Linked DNA regions of Mus musculus: region 2 is linked to region 1. The links are chromatin contacts, called in public capture Hi-C maps. All regions are on one chromosome and are shown on one strand. The core of a region is the stretch at or near the end of the contact, and the rest is flanking DNA. Distances in the headings are between cores, read along the strand shown.

The links. Capture Hi-C pulls out chosen DNA fragments and counts their contacts.
Region 2: a contact with region 1 is called in a capture Hi-C map of embryonic stem cells, with 4 times the contacts expected there. The contact joins two enhancer-like sites. A contact is called at or near these places in 1 of 115 datasets of contacts at active chromatin or transcription factors (embryonic stem cells) and 1 of 9 other capture datasets (embryonic stem cells).

The regions. Positions count from the first base shown.
Region 1 is chr3:34,882,172-34,887,333 of GRCm38.p6, forward strand. No RefSeq gene overlaps it. Among named protein-coding and RNA genes, the nearest start is that of Mir6378, 38 kb to the right of the region's middle. Within about 2 kb of position 3,165, at least 12 of the 459 cell types and tissues checked have an H3K27ac peak or open chromatin away from gene starts, as enhancers often do. A contact at or near this core is called in embryonic stem cells, where this site is marked.
Region 2 is chr3:35,435,546-35,440,707 of GRCm38.p6, forward strand. No RefSeq gene overlaps it. Among named protein-coding and RNA genes, the nearest start is that of Gm38512, 32 kb to the left of the region's middle. Within about 2 kb of position 2,351, at least 3 of the 459 cell types and tissues checked have an H3K27ac peak or open chromatin away from gene starts, as enhancers often do. A contact at or near this core is called in embryonic stem cells, where this site is marked.

The DNA.
Region 1 (5,162 bases), core at 1,915-4,414:
GCCATTCTCATTAAACTCCCCACAGTTATTGTAGCACTCGGGGTGCATAACCCAGTAAGACAGCTAATGACAATTTTCACCAGCAGGCTGCACAGGGCTTTCCCACACTGTGGAATCTGGCCAGTAGGGAGTAGAATTCCAGCTCCGGTCTAGCTCCATTTTTCTGTGTGTGTGGTGTCTTCAGCATCTGGTGGGCAGCCAGGAGCAACGGCAACAGCCTGCACTGCTTGGAAGACATCTGGGGCTGCCCTGGGCAGTCTTTAAAAGTGATAAATGTAGAGTATGTGTTAAAATCACATAGGTGTTTAAATGTTTCTAGTGGTGCTGGAGACACAGCGAATGTAGAGTGGCTAGAGCAGGTTTCCTGTCTGCCGACGACCACCACAAAGCTCTTCCTCCGCAAAGCCTCAGGTGTTGAGTGAGCAATGTTTGTCATCAGAGTTATGACCATATCATGGGGATTTGTTTCTAGCATTTTTGTTTTATCATCTACAACAAAATAAAAGAAGACCCCCTCCAGTGTCTCTGTATTTGAAAAGCTTAGATTTGCAGGAGCAGGTTTTCCCACAGTAGTGACTGGAGCAGGACCCTCCCCGCCAGCTTGAGTTATTTATGTTCTTTAAAACAGAGGCAGTGGTGGTAAAGCTTTCCCACACTGGTCATGGTGCCAGGGCTTCTCTCCCATGTGTTGGTGCTGGTGTGTGCTGCTGCCTGCTGACTAAGGCTCTTTTATGTTCCCAGAGATGCTATCTCTTGAGTGGAGATGCTCGAGTTAGCTGGGTCTGGTGTACTGACCAAGGCTTCTCACACTCGGTGCCCTGATCAGGGTTTCTCCCTGGTGTGCATTACCCTCATGGTCTTTCCTCACCAAGAAATAAACAAAGTCTTGTCGATCTCAGATGCAAGTTCCAGAGCATTTGGCCCTCAAGCCCGGAGACAACCATCAGACACTCATGGATGTGGCTGATGAGGGAATATCTGCTGTGCTCAGAAACGAGTGCATGCACATCCCAGTCTCAGAGCGTTAAGGATGTGATGGTGGTGTTGGCAAAACTTCACAAACACTTCTTCCTCCACACATCTCTGCCTGAATTCCCTTTCTGTTTCACACAGAACTTCCAGCTCTAAGTCCTGCAGCATACCTTCCTGTTGAGAGTACTCCATCTTTGTTTTGTGACATAGGCAAAGTCAGAAATTCACTTTGTCCTGGGATGGTTAGCAAAGCAACAAGCTTATCTCAGATCATGGTCTAGGCCAGTACTAGAGCCTTGAACGTATCGTACAGAGGAAGACAACAATTTAAGCCTTATTAGCTTTAGGATAAGTGTGGCCTGTGATTATTCATACTCGCAACACAAGAGTCAACAACTTCCCATCGCATGTAGGTGAAGCTTCAACACACTGAATAAGACCATAGCTATACACAAACTCTACAAAATTCTAAAACAACCTATCTAGACTTTAACAAAAAATATTTTCAAAACAATGTCTGTGCATGATTTAAAGGAGTTTATTGTGCATGTGGGAAGGTGACTCTGTGTGTGTGTCCTAGAAATCACTGTGTGCACTAAATTGTCTTCGCGGGAAGGGAGGCTTCTGGCTCGTTCTCTAAGCATCTTCCACGCTCACCTCTGAGAAGCCCCCACATCTTCTACGTCTTCCAATCTTACCTTCCACACCTCAGTTATGGAAAAACCACTGTGGCCACAGCCTCCCATCTCGTCTTTTAGCTCCTCCACCCTTCTCAGTCCACAGTTAGAGCCTGGCTCCTTCACTTGTGACTCTGAGCAGAAATTAACTCAAGTTGTTAGAGGAGGAAGAACTAAATTGTAGCAGGAAAAAAAAATAGGCTGTCAAAAATCAAAGGAGGAGGAGGGTGTTCTAATTTTGGGCACTGCAAATACTCTGTGCCTTGAAGTTTCTTGGTGCCTGAATACTCCATGGCCTCGTGGCCTTCGCTCCAGGCCCCTGAGATTAATCAGCTTTGAAGGAAGGTAGACCATCTTCAAACAACAAAACAGGAAGTAGGACACCCCAAATCTGGGGACAGTTGCTGTGAGACTGGGACCTGACAGACAGCACATTTCGAATTTTCTAAGGTCAGGGAAGAAATGTTTCTATTCAGGGATCCTTTGGTAATGAGAGAGAAGGCTGCTTGTGTCAGATGGAGGAGGAGATAAAGTCAATAGCAATTCTTTGCTTACATTAATGGCTAAGATATATGGACTCAGAGTCAAGGCTCATCAAAAAGTGGCTTTTAGAGGGGCGCAATTATTTTTCTAAAGTTGTGGCTTTGGGGAGAGATGAAGGGGGAATTTTTGGCTTTGTTTCCAAGTGTCAACCATTCCTGTCTCACATATGGGGCAGTTGTTTCAAAGACCAAACTTGTTGGTGAACGAGGCTTTGACTGCAGTGTTGTGTTTGTAAGGACTTTGCTGTCTAGATGCTGAGAACACAATCATTAAAATGAAAATGTTTTGGCTTCAGCCCTTGGGTTAGCAGAGGGAGATTTTTCATCCTTTCTATCATCTGTGTCTCTTGGGTTTAAGGTGGGTGTTCAGCCTGAGCCCACTTGGTTCCTAAATTTTCAGGCTCCATGTCCATAACTCATCTTCAGGAGAGTGCTCTGTGATGTCATGTAATGGGATTGCTCCTTCCTCTCACCTCCCACATTGGCCCCAAGCCCGAAAAGAAAACCTATCATGGCGCAAGGCAGGGGCTTGTCCAGGGAAGACTGGATGTTCCCTTGATGGCTGTTGCTGCTCTCCTCCTCCTCCTCCTCCTCCTCCTCCTCCTCCTCCTCCTCCTCTTCCTCCTCCTCCACCTCCTCCTCCCCTTTTTCCTCTTCCTCCAATTCTAGACCTAGACTAAGTATATGTTTACAGTCTCCCGAACCCTTCAAGCTGAGCTGTTGGCTATACCTACTGCCTCTATCTTCAGTTTGCATGTACTTTTTAAAAATCTGAAAGAAAACTGGCAACATGAGCTCCCCTCATGAAACTACCCTTCATCATAGCTCCGGCCAGCTTGTGATCGCCTTGCTCTGTGAAAGTTCTAAGTTTTGGGAAAGGAAACAAGATTCTTACATCAGAATAGAAGCTGAGCTCGAAGGAACCCAGAGAAACACATTCCCCAGTTGGGCGGGATCACAATCACAGGGAAGCCTGCAGGCCCCACCCACAATGGAATGCACAGTGTGCAGAGTGGGAAGAACACAGGCCTTTGAATCAGATGGAACCTCGCTCTCATTATTTAGGGGCTGCCACATTTTGGAGATGTTGATTAACCAGTTGCTCCCATATTTTAGTGGATATTAACCCCAGAGCTGTAAGATATACAGATCCAGGACTCTGGGACTAATATTTCTAATTTATTCTTGGATGGGGGGGGCAGTGTGTGTGTGTGAAAAGTGCATTTCTCCTTTCCCTTTATTTTTTAAAGATTTATTATTTATTATATGTAAGTACACTGTAGCTGTCTTCAGACACTCCAGAAGAGGGAGTCAGATCTTGTTACGGATGGTTGTGAGCCACCATGTGGTTGCTGGGATTTGAACTCCGGACCTTCAGAAGAGCAGTCGGGTGCTCTTACCTGCTGAGCCATCTCACCAGCCCTCTCCTTTCCCTTTTAACGGGAGCTAATGTCACGTTGTTCTAGGGTTATTGTAACAATTATGCTCTATTGATATTGAGTACTCACAATGTGCCTGCCAGGTAAGATGTTATATGATTTCCAATGATCAGTTCATTCAGGAACATAGCAAGAAAGGATCTGCTGTGCCAAAAAGAGTGGAGATAGAATTTGGATATAGGTAGTCTTGGTTCTCTCTCTCTCTGTCTCTCTGTTTCCCCTCTCTGTCTCTGTCTCTCCCTCTCTGGTATTGGTGCATATTCATGTATATCAGATGGGAATGTGCCTGGCAGGGCATTGGTATGGGTTAGAGGACACCTTGGGTGTAGGTTTCCATCACGTTTGGAACAGGTTCTCTTAGTTGTTTGTTATTGCATATTTCAGATGACATTTGAACTTCCAGGAATTCTCTTGCCTCTGGAATTCTCACACTTGGAACAATGGGATTACAGCTTTGGGCTAGCACGACTGCCTTTACATGCTTTATCGACCGAGACACCTCCCCAGAGCCCCATAGATAGTTTTTCAGTGTTTTCTATCAAATGCCTCCAGGCTGATGGCCTTTGGGGACTCTTTCCTTCCTCTGCCCAAAGGCAGTATTGAGGATGGGACAGCCATGGAACAGGCAGGGTGGAAAGACACAGTGTACATTCAGGACCATGCATGTCTCGGCTCACCACCAGTTTCTCCAGAAGAAACCAGTGCATGGTTCGTCACGATTGCTCATAGCTTAGCTCCAAAGCAAGTGAGGTCTTGTCCATGCTTCCATGGGGCTCTGGCCAGCCAGAGGAAACGACTACATCTAAGTCTTGGATTGCATCAGAACTTGAAATCACAAGGGGGCAAATGTAGCCCTCCCTCCCCCCCAACCCCCGTCCTCAGAATACTGAGACGACAAGAAAGAGAAAGGAGAAGAGGAGAAAGGTAAGGAAACCCAGTCGATAGCTGAGCCATTTTTGCCATAACAAAAGTCTGTGGCAAGCTGGACATGGAAGCCCTGGGGCACAATTGTATCAGATCACCCTCAATTTCTCCAGAAGAAACCAGAACCCTTCTGTTTATCTCAGTACTCAAGAGGCAGAGACAGATGGATTTCTGATATACATGAATATGCACCAATACCAGAGAGGGAGAGACAGAGACAGAGAGGGGAAACAGAGAGACAGAGAGAGAGAGAGAACCAAGACTACCTATATCCAAATTCTATCTCCACTCTTTTTGGCACAGCAGATCCTTTCTTGCTATGTTCCTGAATGAACCCTCAACTAGTCTCAAATCAACCTTGAGCTAAATAATCTCCCGTCTCAATGCCTTACCATGTGTGGCTACGAACAAACATAATCCATTTAAAGAGAAGATTCTGTGATTGGAAATAATGTCTTATACTCACATAAGGTTTTCTTTTTCTTTTCTTTGAGACAGAGTCTCTTTATATGTTCAGGAACTCTGTATGTAGAGTGGGCTGGCTTCAAAACTCACAGAAATCCATCTGTCTCTGCCTCTCGAGTACTGAGATTAAAGGTGAGTGCCAC
Region 2 (5,162 bases), core at 1,101-3,600, 550 kb after region 1:
CAGAGATGAGCACAGCAATTTGGTTTTCCAAAACAAAATAGTTAGCCCTGAAACATTTATGAATAACATATAGACTGAACAGGTTATTTTCAGGAGTGGTGTGTGTGTGTGTGTGTGTGTGTGTGTGTGTGTGTGTGTGTGTGATGCACAATTAATGTAAAAAAAAAAAAGGCCATGAATTTGCAAGAGAGTAAAGAGGGCCAGGAAGGAAGAAAGGAGAGAAAAAATGTTATACTTATGTTATAATCTCAAAGAAATTAAAATTAAAAAGGAAATGTCTCAAAGAGAACTGAAATAACCATGTATAGAACAAAGAGATAAAATGGCAAATTGAAGTGGCCAAATGTTTAAGGAAGTGGAAAGGTAGTCTACCATAGTTTGATAATTGTATACTGAACATATTTATTATTTATCAAATTATCACTCTTTGTTCTATAAACCTATACAATGAAAACAGTAGGTTTTAAAAACACAAATGGTCAGAATTAAAAATATTAATAAAGAAGGTAGAAATAAATTAATTGAAGACATATAAAAACAGAAAAACAAATGAAACAAGAACGTGGCTGTTTTTAAAAGATTGTTGAAATTAAGAACACTGAAATTAGATTGATTAGGAAATAAAACAAGATACAAATGGCCAATACAAGGACTAAAAGTCACTTGTGTGTGGACATGCTTATGATCCCAGCTTGACGAGGCAGAGGCAAAATTATCATATTTTGAGAATAGCCTAAGATACATATTTATATTCTGTTTCAAAATTATATGAAATATGATATAATGAATGATACAACAGACATTAAAAAGATAAACAGAGAATGTTATAAAAATTGTACATCAATGAATTCAATTAATTATATGAGATTTTAAAAATCCTAGGAAACATTCAAAATTCATTCATTAAGAAACAGACAACTTGAGTAGTTTTCTTCTATTAAAGAAATTAAATTTATTGTTTAAAATCATGTCACATTGACATCTCCAGGCTTAGAAGACTACACTGGTGAACTCTACCCATCATTTAAGTAAAAAGTAACATCAATTCTATTCAAACTCTTTTTAGAAAATTGAAGTGAAGTTAATATTTCTGTATTAATTATCTGAGGCTAGTATTGGCCTGTTGTATAGAATGTATTGAAACATAAAATCATCGCAAGATAGGAAAATGACAGAGCAATTTCCCTTATTATGATAAATTAACTATTCATACAATTTTGCACATAGAAACAATATAAACAGAACGGCTAACATATCATGGCAAACTGGGTTGGGTTATTCTATGAATAGGAGATTGGTTTACCATTCAAAGTCAATTACAATAAGTGATTACATTAAAAAACAAGAAGACCATATGATGATCTCAATAAATGACCCTCCAACATAATTTGAAAACTACCTAATGGGTGCTATTGGTGGAAAAATAACCTCTCAGAGAACTGAAAATAACAGAAAGTTTCAAATTGATAAAAATAATTTACAAAAAGATGAGCTGGGATCTAGCTCAGTGGCAGAGTGTTTGCTTAGGTTGTGTGAAGCTGAAGGTTCAGTCCACAATACAACAACATCTGAGAATACAGAGTTTCCATCACATGTAATAATGAGAAGTTGACCATTTCCCCCTATAGATCAGGAACAAAATCACTATCACTACCTCCAGCCAACTCTGAACTAGAGATGGCAGTATAACGGGCCAAGAAACAGAAAAGGGGGCACCCTCACTGTGATAGGCTTTAGGAAAAAAAGCTACTAGAACTAACAAATTTAGTATGGTTGAATAACTTAAGATCAGTATATAAAACAAAAACAAAACAAAAAGGCATAAAGAATATCAGGAGCTAAAGGAAAAGCTGAGTCATATCGCCTTCCTGTTTTGGTTTTAACAAAATATCCAAAATTCGTAACATATGGCTAATTACAGCACAAATTTATTACCTTAACGCCACCTTCAAAACCAATAGGCAACCTTGGTTGTCACAAAGAAATAGAGAACCAAGCACTACCTCACATTCTCAGGCTCAGCTTTGGTTTATATCATCCTAACCTGGGGCAAGCTAGAACCCCACATCAGACATACAACCAAAAAAGAAGTCTATATGCACAGGTTCCATCATAAAGCACAGACCTATGAAATGTCAAAACAGTATGTCCTTCTCCAAACTCTAGTCCCAATGAGAGTTAACCTAGATGAACCCTATCCCACAGAATTTAAAAGAACAACTTGATCCAAAATTTCAAGGAGTTAAAGAAGACAGAGCAGTGGCAGGGAATCTCTGTGAACTTAAAGAGGTGAGCGCTAAGCCAAGGATGACAGCCAAAGGAACAAAGGCACTATTGAATGGAGGGAGTGTCAAGGACAAACTGGAATTTAAAAACAGAAATCAAGCTAGGCAGTGGTGGAACATGCCTTTAAGCTTAGCACTCAGAAGGCAGAGGCAGGAAGATATCTGTGAGTTCAAGGCCAGCCTGGTCTACAGAGTGAGTTCCAAAGCTACACAGAGAAATCCTATCTAAAAAAAAAAAAAAAAAAAAATAGGGGGAAAAAGAAGAAAAGAAAACTAAATTTAGTAAAGAGATATTAATGTTGAAGAGAACTCAGCCTTCAATTTGATAGATTTGAAAAGCTCACCTGACCTATGAGCGTCTGAATGACTAATGGTAGCCTAACACTCCCTGAAAACAAAGCGAGTCTGAGATGGCAACCAGTCTGGTGCCAGGCCGGCCCTCGCACGGATCCCAGGCAGGAGTGAACCTGAGAAAGACAACCCCCACAAAGGGCCTACTCAGTCAGCGACAGGGAACTAGCCTGGCATGACTACTAGTCTGGTGCCCTGCAGGCAGGAAGCAGGGTAGGGTAGACCATGCCCTGCCTAGCTTCATAATGACCAAGCATGGTACAGAACTCCTGAGGACACTTCTGAGCCAACCCCAGACACTCAGAGTCCCCACGAGCCATTGAGAGGAACAAATAAGTGGTGGTGTCATAGAAGGGAAAGAAACAGAAGGATGTGGCCACCATAAGGAGAGGCGAAACTGGAGACCTGAGAGTAGTGAGGGGTAGCTGTGATACTACCTGGGAGTACAGTGGGCTCCCATCTTGTGCTGCTACCAGGAATCATGCCTGGGTTTATGGTCCTGCAGCAGCAGGAATCTGTTACCCCAAAAGACCAAGCAGACATCCCTGGTGTGTTCTGCCACCTGAGGGCATATTGATGTCTGATGGCTGTGCAGAACGGGCCCCATCCCTCACCTGGTCATCCTGAGAGAGCTGACCCCACGGCATGAGAGCAGGGGTCTTGACCCCAGCCAGCTGCTGTACTCAGGCGAGTGGTCCCTGTGCATTGTTGGAGTTGAGGGTGAGCTGGCCCCAAGGATATAAGCATGGGAAAGCTGGCCCTACCACTTGTCTCCTGTGCAGTCACATGGAAGAGGGAAAGATACCATCTCACTCCTTTTCCCCTCATTGCCTGTGACAAGTAGGAGACCTGTCCCTGGGGTCACAAGAGCAAGAGAGCTATCCCTGCCAGTCATCAGCGGCGGCACCTGGGAGAGCCAGCCCTGCACCACATCTGGGCAGCAAGTAGAGTTGAATCTGGATGTGGAGGTTGTGGGTGAGCCACACCACCCTGAGGGCATAAGTGTGGGAGAGCTGGCTCTGCCTCTTGTCTGCTGTGTGTTGGTGTTGTCATTGTCCAGGAAGCATTCCCCGCCTCTCCATTCTGCCCTTGCCACCAGCAGTGGATAGGAGAGCTGGCCCGGTGGAATCATAAGAGCAGGAGAGCTGGACCTGCCCCTCACCTGATGCAGCACTTGGGGGAACAGGCCTTGTACCACTTCTGAGCAGCACAGTAGAGCTGGCTCTGATGGCAGGGGTGAGCCATCCTGAGGGTATGAGCATTGCAAAATCAGTCCTGTTTCTTGTCTGCTGGGTGGTGGTACCAGTTGAGGGAGAGCTGCTATCCTCCCCGCTCTCATCCCTCAGCATCTATGGCAGGTGGGAGAGCTGGCCCAGTGGTCATGACTGTGGGACAGCTGTCCGTATCTCTCTCCAGCTGCAACACTGGAGAGAGTAGGCTCTACACCTTGGGAAGAGCTGGCCCTGGTTGCAGGACTTGCTGGTGAGCCAGTCCAGAGGGCGTGAGAGCAGGAGAGCCACTGGGCTGATCAGCTCAGATACCTCTCAGGCTCAGATCCAGAGCTTTGGATTGGCCCACTTCAATATCTACCCAATTAAACTGTTGAAATGAATGGAGGGCTCAGTCCCACAGATTCAAAACTGCAGTATCTCCATGACACAGGACAATAACAGGATGTCTGAGAGAAGTCCCTGTTAGGACCCAGATAGAGTAGAAGAATCCAGAGGCCTTGTACCAGACCAAGAAGTCATTGCAATGAAAGTGTGCAAGCAAAGAAGAATGGACAAAAGGGTGTACTGTGGGACACATTGTGACACACTACAGCTTCCCCAGTGAGATTTTTGTTCTTTGTCAGAGGAGGTTGCAAGGATGGAGGATGGATACAAGGGGAAGGGGAGATGAATAGGATTTGGTATATGATGTGAAATTCATGAGTGACAAATAAAAATTATTTTAAAAAGGAAATAAAACCTATTGTTCTACTATCTATAAGAATTTTGTCGTAGCTTCAAAAATAGGCAAAACCTTATAGAAAAAGGATAGAAGGCTTCCAGATTCCACCCACACCCAGACCTGATCCTATACCACAGTACCCAGAGCTGATCCTGTGCCACAGTGTTCCATACCCAAATACTGCCAAGAGAGAGCTGGTCTTCCGGGAGTACTGGCACACCTGTGAGTACAGGTAACACCACCACTTCTGCTCCGAGGGAATTGCCCAGAGCACTCAGGACACAGGATCCGAGGAGCAGCCTGGGACAGGACCCTTCTAGTTTCCGTCTGTGTCTGGAACTGACCCTGTGCCACTGTTTTCCATGCCCAAAACCACTGGGAAAGAGCTGGTCTCCCAGGAGTGCCAACACACCTGTGAGTACAGGTAAGACCACTACTTCTGTTCATATTTCTGGCACAAAAAGGACCCTAGCAGAGCCATCAGGACACAGGAACCAAGGAAGAGCCAGAGACAGGATAATTCTGGTTTTCATGTGCACCCCAGGTCTAACCAGTGCCATAGCTCTCCATACC